3 separate regions of the Mus musculus genome follow, and all the other regions are linked to region 3. Evidence: chromatin contacts called from public promoter capture Hi-C data. All regions are on one chromosome and are shown on one strand. The core of a region is the stretch at or near the end of the contact, and the rest is flanking DNA. Distances in the headings are between cores, read along the strand shown.

Region 1 (3,847 bases), core at 222-2,721, 2.7 Mb before region 3:
CAGAGTGAGTTCCAGGACAGCCAGGGCTACACAGAGAAATCCTGTCTCGAAAAACCAAACCAACCAACCAAACAAACAAAAAACAAACAAACAAAAGGCTCCTTGAAATAGTATTGGGTGGCCCATTGCTAGAGACACAGCCCCACCTGAGCCTCCAACCAGGACCAGATTAGAAACTTGTGGTTCGAAGCCCACTAGTACACTGCATTCTGGTAGCGCTTCCATGGGATGGAAAATTTGGGGAAGGGCTTGGATAAGGAAAGTCAAAGTCAAAGGAAAGGGAGAAGTGGAAAGGGCAGAGGGAGTCCTGCCCAAGAGGTTAGAAGTCAGTGGGGCCCTCGCAGAGGCCACGCCCCACCCCAACTACATCAGGACCACAGACCTTTCTCCTACTCAGACTCATAGTTCTCTAATCCACTGAGACATCCAGGCTGCTCACAAAGACAGTTTTGGGAACACAGGGAGAGTCAAGCAAGAGGCACCCAGAAATCAATCGCGGTGAATTACAAAGAGGAAATAGGGATGAAACAAGCAAAGGGGAAGAGGGTGAAAGTATAGAAAGGGTGGTACTAAGAGTCCCTGCGTGCAGAGGGGTGGCCGGCATCCAAAGGGCCCTAAGAGCAAAAAGGCTGAAGCCTGGAAGGAACAAGCCTCAATGGGAAAAGACAGTTCTCTACATCCTGGGGTTGAAGAGAATCAAAGAATGAAAACGCTGGGAGATGTCCTCCACCAGTTCAGTGCAGCCCCTTGGGTACAATTCGAGACCAGTCCTGAAAGTCAGAAGACCAGAAAGTAGGACCTGAGACCTGTTGTGGGATTTGAGATTATGCTGGCAGGTCAGCCTAAGAAACAAACTCAACCTTTGGCTCTTGTCCCTGTGGCTCACAGTAGTCTGACTCAAGGGTCCTAAGAGGACCCAATCAGGCAAGATTCGAGTGGTCTCGGAGTCCAGACCAACAGAAAAAAGGAAGCGAGACTGACTGCGGTGTGCGGGCGCCAGGTTCCCAGACCCGAACCAGGCTCTTTGGGGTGAAGGGATCTGGGACACTATCCCCTCACTATTCTAGAGCTACCCGAGAGCACAAGCTTAGTGTTAGCTCCACTTCGGAGACCCGGTGTAGGTGGGCCTGGTTAGTTCTCCCACCTACCATCTCCTAGCCTGGGCCATGTGAGGAGACGCCTGAGTTGACAGCTTTCTACGGAGCCTGCCCCTCCCTGCCACCTCCCGGTTCCGCACTCCCTCCCGCAAAGTGCCTTTCCCCCTTTAAAGAAGCTCCTGTCGCCCCTTTAAGGCCCAGCCTCCCTTAACTCTCTCTTAACTGGGCGTCCCCCACGGGGCCCACGATTCCCCGCCGCAGCCGCCTCCCAGCGCGGCACTTCCGGGCCCCTACATCGCCCTTTTAAGGGGCAGCCCCCCGGCAGCGCGCGGCCCCGCCCCCTGCACCGGCGCGCCCCGCGGGGGAGCCGGGCTAGAGCCGGAGCGCGCGGTCCGCGCGGCCACTGGAGACCAGGCGGCCGGCGGCCGGGCAGGCGGCGGCAGCGGCAGCGGATGGGGACGCGGAGTCGGGCGGCTGTGGCTGTGGCGGCGGCCGGGAAGCAGCTGGCGGGCCGGCGGCGGCGGCGGCGCTGGCGGCGGTGACGGGCCCAGGCCCCGGCGGCGGCAGCGACGCGGTGGCGGGCTGCGGGCGGGCGGCGTGAGGAGCAGCGGCGGAGCGCGGGGCCGCCGGGAAGCCAGGGCGCCGAGACGCCCCCTGCCCAGTCCTCGCAGGCCGCCAGGCCCCCTCCAGCCGGGGCCGTGGAGCACCGGGGCAAAGGCCGGGGCCCCCCCATGAAGGAGCGCGACGCGGCCCCGGCCGAGCGGGGCAAGCCGGCCACCTACACCGGGGACAAGAAGGCGAAGATGGCGGCCAAGACCAACAAGAAGTGGGTCCGGCTAGCCACGGTGTTCGCCTACGTGCTCTCCGTGTCGCTGGCCGCCATCGTACTGGCCGTCTACTACAGTCTCATCTGGCAGCCGGTGGGTGCCGGGACCTCGGGGGGAGCCGTCGGCCCGCCCCCCAGCGGCTCCAACACCACCGGCCCGTCTGGGACTTCGGGGGTGGCGGCGGGGCCCAACACCACCGGGTCGTCCCGCCGCGAGGCGCCACGCGACGCACCCCCGCTGCAGGCGGCGAGGCCGGCGCCCCCGGAGCCCGCTGCAGACAGCCCCCTGGCTGGGCCGCTCGAACGGCCGCGGGGGCTGGACGAGGACGAAGAGGAAGCGGCCGAAGAGCCCCGGAGTCGTTGAATCTCTCCGCGTTGGGGACGGTCGGGAATCATCGTCCCCTAAGCCCCCAAGCAGGACTTTGCAGCAGGACCGGCTCCGGAGCCCGCCGGAGTGACCCCTACGCGAGCGTACGCCCCCACACACCTCAGCGATCGCCAGTTTGCCCCGGGAGCCGGTAATGCACAACCGGATCTTCAGCCAAGGGACCACGATTCGCCGGGGACTCGGGGTTTGATCTTCCCAGCACCGTGCTGCGCCAGGGCCCTGAGCCATAAGGGGAACTGGGGGGGAGGGTGGAGAGAGCCTAGCACCCAGCCCTTCAGCGCTGCTAGCTCTGGTGTTTCCTAAACGCAGGGGGTGACTCGGGCGCCCCCTCCCCAAGACTCAGGGGAAGGTAGGGAGTTGTGTAGGGGCTCTTTTTTTTTTTTTTTTTTAAATAAGCCGAGGCTCTCCCAAAGAAGAGAGCACCAAAAGTAGCGGAGCTCAGGTACGTCAACCTAGTTGCAGTGGCCAGACATGCGTTTAATTTATAGATCCCTGTATATAGTTGTTGACATATGCACTAGACGCTATAATCACATAGAACTCTATGTATCTCCCCACAGCCTGGGTAGCTACTGAATGGTGGGGTCCAGCAAGGGCTATTTGCTGGCCTTCAAACTGCACTTAGCCAGAAGGGCACAAACACAAGCTTTTTTTTTTTTTTCTTTTCCATCACCCACTCTTTCACCTGTTCCCTTCCTGTTTCAGAAAGATAAGTTCCTGACGTTCTTGCACAAGAGTATAATCATTCTTAGACCCCTACCATGGCCGTGGAAAAACCTTAGCAATAGAGACTGTTTAGGGAGGGTGGGGAATGTGCTGACCCCCTCCGGTTCTCATCCTAGTGCTCCCACCAAAGTGGCTTCCTGTTGTAGCCTGAGTCTCTGGATCCATGCCAGGGGCGATGGCAAGAAAGAGTAGAGCTGCTGTGTTTAGATCAGTCCCTTCCCTCACAGAATTCCTTTAGGAAGAGCAAGCCTTTTTAAGTACAGTGATTGGCAAGTGTTTTCTCTCATTCCTTTTCCGGCTCCTCAACTATCTTACCGGTTCCAGATCTTGTCTTATTTCATTTCTTGCCCTTCTAGATCTTGTCTTACTCGTGTTTGCATTTCCTAGTTTTTGAGCCTAACACAGCAGCTTGCCGTTAGAACCAAATCAGTTGCAAAACCAGAGCTTTGATGTGGTTCTGAGTTGCTTTATAGGGTGAGAAAGAGCAGAAGGTAGAATTCAAGTTCAGGAGTGTGCCTGGCTAGCCAGTGAAGAGACCAGCTCTTGGAAGATTGAACTGGCAGCTCATCTTTCTCATTCCTTATAAGCTTCCACTTAAATGCAGCCAACGATTTTCTAGAGGTGGTCTCACACACGCGCACACACACTCTCGGGGCAGCAGGAATTATTCTTCAGTTTGGATTCCATTTCCCCCTGCCACTTGCTGTTAGGCAGTTGAGTGTGGGTAGTGACAGCGATCAAACCCCTTAGTGTTTCCTTTTTGGGAAATAAGCAATTTAAAAGAGAAACAAAATAGGAAACTTGTATACC
Region 2 (3,805 bases), core at 1,131-3,630, 2.9 Mb before region 3:
CAAAGTTTGACACTGAGGATTTGCGAGCAACAGCAAGGGTAGGATCAGGTGCTACCACCGGGTACCTGGGGACATAGAAGCAAGACTAGCCTCTGTAAGTGGCTGTGGAGGCTCAGAAGGGGACACTTACTGACTATACAAAAGTGCACAACATACTTATGTGCACACACACACACACACACACACACACTTCCTAAGCAGGAACCTCCAGGCTCTCGGCGAAGTCTGAACTCCAGGCTAAGCAGCAAAAACAAGAGCCAGGAATTGTAGAGCAGCCAGGTTCCCTCCTAACGTGCTAAGCCCCACCCTGCTGCACATCTCCACCCCCTCCTTGCACAACACAACAAACAGGCTCTGTGGTGTGGTGAGTGTGTCCTGGAACAGGGGACGTAACTTAGTCACTCCAGCTGGCCAGCTGGCTTAGCTCCCGTCCAGAGGAGCAAAGCTGCCTGCTCACCACAGGTTAATCTGGAGGGTTGAATCGGCCTCTAGCAAAGTGTCCAGCTAATTCTACTCGCTAATCTTCGTGACTTCCAATTCTCATCCACTCAGCCTCCCATTCCTGCCAGAGCTGAACCTGAGATAGGTGCAAAGTGCCTCGCAGAAGGAAGTGAAATTCAGCCCTCCTGCTGAGCGCTCTCTCCCTGCCTACACAGTGGGGCTGTTTCTTAGTGTTAAGTTCCTCTCGCTCCACCTGACAGCTCATGAAATTCTGCACTTGGAGTCACCCGGCAGCTTGAACTTCCAAGCTGACCTCGCCTGAGTTAGGGCCCCTGGGGCAACCAGAAGCATCAACAAGCACCTGAATGGTTAAGGAGATGCAAGGACAAATTTTGTCATCATCAGACTGCTGGGGATTCCAGGGAGTTCCGATCCCCACTTTATTGCCTTTGAAAGACAAGCCAAGTAGTTTGTGGGGCTAAGTCTTTACAGAAATCTCAGTTAGGTTCAGAAACCTTACTTTCCCAAATGCAAGCTCTGTGAGGTTCTTACTTCAACCCTCAAGCCTTACCCCATCCCACCCCTGAGCTATCCGTAGTCCTGTGCCCTCTTCCCTGGAGAATGACTCCATGCCTGCTATTGTTCCGATAGGAAAGGGGTAACTCCAGCGTAAAGTTTCCAGATGAAAGGACCAAGAGATGTCACCTAGCAGTGCTTCTTCTGTCCTTCAACCTCTTCTTTGCAGTGTGGCTATCCCAACCAAAGTAGGGACTCTCCAGAGCCAATCACAAGCAGGAGTCATTGTCTTGGTGTTTCTTTTGAAGCCTATCACTCCCCTCCCCCTCCCAGCAAAGCCCCAAAGTTCAACCCTTGCCTAGACTGGACAGTGGGGGAGGTGCAGCCAGAGGGTGTGGCTCTGAAAACGCGGAGGACCCCCCCCCACTTTGCACAAGAACTGCAGGTGGCTCTCCAGTTAGTGTGAACCTCGGAGGGGCTCTGGGCAAAGTCAAAAGTAAACTGGGGAAGAGTGGAGACCCTCAGCTTCCCTGAGCTAAAGTGGTAAAGTCCAGACTGATAGGAAGAGGGCACTTCCTGAGAGCACCGCCAGGGAATGCTTTATTCCTAGCAAAGGTCTTAAAGTCCGCTGGAGCCATCGCAGAACTTCGGCGATCCAACTAGGATGCTCAATATAAACTCCTCCTCTTAGGAGTTAGCACTAGCCAGATACCTTGAACTCAATAGTGGCTAAGATCTCAGGACACACGCGCACGCACATGCACACACGCACACACACCTGGGTGACTCCAGGACAGCGTCTCAGCCTCCGAGTTGTGATGCCAGGGCTCTGCGCCAGGGTCCAGGGTGAAGAACACTCGGGGGGCTTGGTGCCCACACTCGATTGGGAAGAAGGGGGCAAACTCCAGCTGTTAAGAAGAGGAGCCTTCAGACTCCGCAGGGAGGCAAAATGCACCACAACTTACGGCCCCACCCCACAGTTACACCCGGAGGCCAGAGCGTCCGGGAGCTTGGCAGTGGACCCCAGGATCATTTGCTCACCTACTTTTAACTCCGAATTCCAAATGCTTCCCGAAAGCCCCTCTTGGAGCAGCAACCACAAATTTGTGCTCTGCACCTCGTTCCCACATCCCTGCACCCCAACTCCCCGTGGTCACCCCAGATGCCCGCAGTCCAAACCCTTCCCCGGGCCCCCACGCGCTGCGCGACTCCGCTCCCCACTTCCCGGAGGAGGTACGATCCAACTCCGCCTAGCCCCCCGCCGCCCGGGCGCTCACCGGGCTGCGGTGGGAGGCGGTGGCGCGGGCTGCGGCAGCGACTGCTGCAGGCGCGAGCTGGCGCGGGAGGAGGCCACGGCACACCGCGCGGTATTGTTTCCAAAATACGCCCGCTCCGGGCATCCCGCAAACAGCTGATGAGGCCCCGCCCCTCTTTGCGTCACTCCAACCACTGACCAATGGCAAGTGGAGGTCCAAGTCTCAAGCTGGGCAGCTGCCAGGGACAATCACCAATGTACAAACCTTCCCTTGGAAACATTATAAGGGGCCGGGCGCATTTCTGACCTCCGTCAGAAGCGCAATTGGAGCGCTGTAGAGGGTGAGGATTCGGTTCCTAATGCAAGCCCCAGAAACGACAGAGAGTCCCTAGGTTTTCTACTAGGTAGTGGGGGGACAAGACGCCTAAGTGACTTTTGTCTACTTGGAAATGGGCTGAGTTATTGCAGGACTTCCAAAAAGCCGGCTCAGGAGGAGACTGGGAGTTTTCAGACGCGCCTTGTAATATATAGCGGAAAAAAAAAAAAACCGAGCTGCTGGTCCCTAATAAAAAAAAAGCAAAACAAATAAAAAACCAAAACAAAAAACTGCCCTCTTTCCTGTTGGGCGTGTCTGAGGAAAGCTGGAGGAGAACACGTGTGTCTGCATCTAGAACCAAATGACATTCGGATCCATCAAGTGCAAAGAAAGGCCATGTCCTCTCTTCTAGACTGTGGAAGATCACTGTTGAAAAAAGGACTCTAGCAGAGGGGAAATCAAAGGGGTAGCTCGGACAGCCCTATCTATGGCAGCAGCAGAAGGCTGTTCTTGGACTGCTAAGAAAGCAAAACGCATCTCGTGTACTATGGCCAATCTAGGGATGACTCCACATTTTTTTGAACACCTACTATGTGCCAGGTCCTGGTCTAAGTGCTAGACTTCTGGTGCCTGACCTCAATGAACCGATACTTCACATGTGAATGATGGAAACCAGCTTGAATGGTGCTATTTTAGGGATAATAAGCAAAGATTTTTGAGTCGGGCCTTGAAGAATGGGGAATATTTCACTAAATAAAAACCAAATAAAACAGTCCTGACCCAGAGAGGTCAGGGAGCTAGAATAAAGTACTTAACATGTCTGGAAAGCAAGATCAGCTGCACGCCCCCCCCGTCCCCCCTCCCCCCCATCAAGCTCTCTGGCATCTTCACTATGATTTAGGATGTGAGGGTATGGGCAGGTAGATTCAGGTCAGATTGCAGAGGTGCCCCCTGGAATACCAGGCTGAGGAGTCTGTATTTTTTAAAAGTAATTTGTTAATTTTTATTTTATGTGCGTTAGTGTTTCGCCTGTATGTATGTCTTTGTGACAGCGTGTCATCCGGAACCAGAGTTACAGACAGCTATGAACTGCCGTGTGAGTTCTTGGAATTGAACCTGGGTCCTCTGGAAGAGCAACCAGTGCTTTTAACCACTGAGCCATCTCTTCAGCCCCAAGGAATTACTTTATAGAGGACTGGTAGCAAAGATTTTACAGAAGATGAATTTTGGGGAAAACTGAGTGGGGAGGCAGAAATCAGTGAAAGGAACAGAGCCCT
Region 3 (4,272 bases), core at 163-2,662:
AATGGGAGAGGCCAAGGTGAGAGCTTATTAAAGAAATGTAAGGGTAGAGAGGAGACCCAGCCTGTCTCAGTACCTCATTTCCCATTGTGCCATGGGCTCACTGGAGGATCCTGGGAGTGACTGTTCATGGTGGCTTGCCAGTGGGTCAGACACCTGTCAGGGGAAGTTATAGGAAAACTTGGCTCCCTGGACCTGGGTGTCCCACCTTATGATGACTACCTGCTGTTTCTAGTCTCACCTCATCTGGTGCCAGCTGGGGATGGCCTTCAGGTTCGTCTCCAGTGTCCTGCCAGCTCTCAGACTCTCTGGTACCTTCAGTCAGGTGTTCCTGAGCTAACAGTGGAGCTGGGATAGTATCCATGGCTGCCCAAATAGTGAGTCGCTCTCTAAGGGAGCCCAGGCAGTGGAGACAGTTCGGCCCAGATCTTGAAAGAAGAGTGGGAAAGACAATAGAAAAATGAGTTGGAGATCTTCTGAACACTTCTTCCCATTTCCTGCAAACTTCTCTTACCTTGTCCTTACCTGCCTAAGCGTTGGTACACAAGGTCCAAGCCACCATTAGTGCCCTCTTGGCCACACTGGGATACTATGAAGGAGAAAAGGCAGGACCATCCCGGGCCTGGAAACCTTAGGTACTGGGGTAGGGAATGGTAAACCCAGTTAAGCCGGCCCCTCTTCCTCCTGTCCATGCCACTCCTCCCCAAACAATTCTAAGACTGAAGACAAATCCCCAAGGGGCTCGTTAGCACACCAGGTGCAGCTGGTTCAGAGTTCCCCCAAGAGGCTGAGACTGCACAGTCTCCTGGGACCACAGCCCCACATCTTCATAGGGTTTAGTTCTCATAACTTGCTCAGACTGTGACCTCTGGCAAGCTCCGGCCCAGAGCTCACCTTCCTGGAGCCCACGCTTACGCTCTCTCACCCCCAACCTCCCTCGCACATCCGGCCAGCACTTACCCCTCGGTGGCCTTGGAAAGCGATCACTGGCCGTACCTGCAGGAAGAGCCCAAACACCAGCTGAACACAAAGGAAGCAAAGTCCCCAGGATCGAGGAGGCTGGGGACACCTGCCTGGCCGGCTTCACTTGGAGGCGGGGGGACTGGAATCTGAAAACCCGCACAACCCCAAGTCCCTTCTCCAGCATAGCCTTGGGAGGCCAAGGTCTGGTTGGCCGGGAAGGGAAGAAGGGGCCGGGGGCCAGTCTCACCTGTTGCTGCTGACACTCTTGCAATGCCCGCAGCGCCGCCTCGTTGAGCCTTAGCATCAGGAGGCTGGTCCGAGCAGCGGGGGTGAAGAGGAGCCGCATTTTCCCACTCAGAGCTTCCTGGGTCCCCTCCATGGTGCCAAAGTCGCGCACATGCAGAACCGGGACCACAGGTGAGGGCCACCTCTGCTGTGCAAGCCTAGGCTGGCACTCCCGCCCTCCGGGTCTGTCCCGCCCTCCACCATGACCCCACCCCCGGCACCGCCCCAAAGTTTCCCTGGCCTTGTGGGCGGTACCTCACTCACCTCAGCTGCTGGCCAGAACCCAAGCGGTTTCTTCTTGATTTGGCTTGGGCAGTATTGGACACTATGAGGAGCATTCCAGGTCTAATGAGAAAGGATCTGCTTCGAGGGTCTGACCTGTCACCCAGGATGTCTTGTTCTGCCTCAGTTTTCCCAGTTTCCCCATTCTGGATTCAAAATCGTTGTCTTTAAGTAAAAGCTGAACCTGAAACCACTTGAGGGTTTCAGTCTCACAGGGGAGGGAATCGAGACTGGTTGATAGTCGGATTGAGTCATTTATGCCTCCGAGGCCCCGAAGTACCTAAGGGACCAGAGGATGGCAGACCCCAAGAGGGACCAGTGCAATCCTTTTTCTTTTTCCGCCCGAGTTGCTGCGTCTGCTGAGGCGGATCCCAATTTGGTTTCTAAAAGGGACTTGATGAGGCTGTAAGGCCAGGTGGGTGGGTGCCTCGCAGATTTGGAAGTCTGGCTATCTGGGACTGGAGCCAAGCCTATCGGTGGATGGGGGTGTGGGGCGGGCGTAGTTGTGGCAATAAATAAATAAATAAAATAATAAATCAGAGAGCAGAAAGCCGTAACTCACTCCCAGGTGTTACTATGTAGCCTAATAAACATAAGAGAAAGTGGCGAAACCACAGCTGGCTCCTTTAAAGGCACTCTCCCCTCCTCTTTGAGTCTTTTGTTTTTTCTTTTAGACAGGGTTTCATTCACTATGTAGATCACTCTTGCTGAACTCACTAGCAATTCTCCTGCCTATATTTCCCAAATGCTAGGATTACATGTGTTAGCCTCTACTCTTGACTAAAAGGTGCCTGCAAGTTTCCCAGCAGGGCTACAGATCCTATGGTTTTGAGACCCCCACCCCCACCCCACCCCACCCCACCCCCGACAAATCTCAGGCCAGTGTTTCCTGTCTTTATTTATTTGTGTTTGGTTATGTCTCTCAGACTCTCTTATCTCCTTTTTTCCTAACTGGGATCGAATAACTGGGATATATATTTTATATTAGTGTGTGTGTGTGTGTGTGTGTGTGTGTGTGTGTGTGTGTGTAATTCCAAGTGATTTTAATGCTGTTCATCTCAAAACAAATAATTTGTCTAAACCCATTGAACAATGCACTCAGAACATGTACAATATGTGTATAAGAACAATACACTCCTATATGCAGGGAAATATTCGCAGTAATGCTGATTTTTGTTTGTTTGTTTGTTGTTGTTGTTTTTCGAGACAGGGTTTCTCTGTATAGCCCTGGCTGTCCTGGAACTCACTTTGTAGACCAGGCTGGCCTTGAACTCAGAAATCCGCCTGCCTCTGCCTCCCGAGTGCTGGGATTAAAGGCATGCGCCACCACGGCCAGGCTTACTGACTTTAAAATCTTGGCAACAAGTTGCCAACAGCAACCACAGATACATTTACCTACCTATTGAGCCATTCCATTTCTGTGGAGGACAGTTTATTAACTTTATAAATAGTGGTAGCCCTCTATTTTTCTTTCTTCTTCCTTTCCTTTTCTTCTTTTCTTCTCTTTCTTCTTCATTTTAGAGTCAGGGAGCTCACTCTGTAGAACAGGCTGGCCTCAAACTCAAGGATCTGCCTGTCTCTGCCTCTCAAAAGCTGGAATTAAAGGCTTGGGTTGCCACACCTGGTTTAGCGGGTGTAATTCATAAAGATGATGGCCTGGGCTTTCTTTTCATAGATGTTAGCTGGGACCTTTTGTAGGACTTTCCTGAATTTAAACTTAAAGGAGAGACTAGGGCCTGGGGATCAAGCTTGTGGGTAGAATGCTTGTCTGGCATGCACAGGATGCTGGGAAAGCCTCAGTGGTGTGTATTAGTAGGATGGCTTGTGCCCAGTAGTTCAAAGTGATAACCTAACCTCATTTTAGAAACAATTAAGCCAATAAATACTGCAAGAGCAAATAGAATAGCAGGTAACTGAGGACGATATTTGGAGGTCAGAGATCAGAGCCTAACATTTGTAGGGTGACCACTGACTGCCTGATATTCAGCTTTCACAATAGTTTTTTTTTTTTTAAGATTTATTATTAGCCGGGCGTGGTCGCGCACGCCTTTAATCTCAGCACTTGGGAGTTAGAGGCAGGCGGAGTTCTGAGTTCGAGGCCAGCCTGGTCTACACAGTGAGTTCCAGGACAGCCAGGGCTACACAGAGAAACCCTGTCTCAAAAAAAAAAAAAAATTGAACTCAGGACCTTTGGAAGAGCAGTGAGTGTTCTTACCCACTGAGCCATCTTACCAGCCCCACAATAGGCACATTTTCATGCTCGCATTCACTCATTCAACAAAATTTTCCAGAATACTAGGCTCTTACTGAAGCTCAGGGATAGATCACATAGCAGATTCTTGCTTTGGAAAAGCTTAAATTGCCGGGCGTGGTGGTGCACGCCTTCAATCTCAGCACTCGGGAGGCAGAGGCAGGCAGATTTCTGAGTTTGAGGCCAGCCTGGTCTACAAAATGAGTTCCAGAACGGCCAGGGCTATAAGGAGAAACCCTGTTTCCAAAGACCAGGAAAAAAAAAAAAAAAAAAAAGGAAAAGCTTAAGTTCTAGAAGGGAAGGAAACACTAAAAATTAATGAGAGGAATAAAGAAAATTTAACAGTAACATACAATGCATGTTCAAAGGTGATAATGCCTCTGAAGATAAGGAAAAGAAAGCAGGGGGGGGTGCGGAGCTTGGGAGTGGGAAAGGGGTGGCTGTATAGTCATAAAGTGAGCCAGAGTAAAGCAGGTACTTAGCATACACAGGCC

What was found. Promoter capture Hi-C pulls out the DNA fragments that hold promoters and counts their contacts.
Region 1: a promoter capture Hi-C map of pre-B cells shows a contact between it and region 3, with 2.5 times the contacts expected there. The contact joins the promoter of Inafm2 here to the promoter of Ell3 in region 3. A contact is called at or near these places in 2 of 39 promoter capture datasets (liver and pre-B cells) and 1 of 9 other capture datasets (liver).
Region 2: a contact with region 3 is called in a promoter capture Hi-C map of pre-B cells, with 3 times the contacts expected there. The contact joins the promoter of Bmf here to the promoter of Ell3 in region 3. A contact is called at or near these places in 2 of 39 promoter capture datasets (liver and pre-B cells) and 1 of 9 other capture datasets (adipose tissue).

The regions. Positions count from the first base shown.
Region 1 is chr2:118,744,287-118,748,133 of GRCm38.p6, forward strand. Inafm2 (InaF motif containing 2) reads left to right here and starts at 1,472. Exons shown (of 1, transcript NM_001301269.1): 1 at 1,472-3,847. The coding sequence starts at 1,829. The coding sequence ends at 2,287.
Region 2 is chr2:118,547,306-118,551,110 of GRCm38.p6, forward strand. It overlaps Bmf (BCL2 modifying factor), which reads right to left and starts at 2,381. Exons shown (of 5, transcript NM_138313.4): 1 at 2,235-2,381; 2 at 1,736-1,865. The coding sequence starts at 2,357.
Region 3 is chr2:121,441,189-121,445,460 of GRCm38.p6, forward strand. It overlaps Ell3 (elongation factor RNA polymerase II-like 3), which reads right to left and starts at 1,413. Exons shown (of 11, transcript NM_145973.2): 1 at 1,208-1,413; 2 at 958-993; 3 at 523-635; 4 at 239-425; 5 at 74-153. The coding sequence starts at 1,339.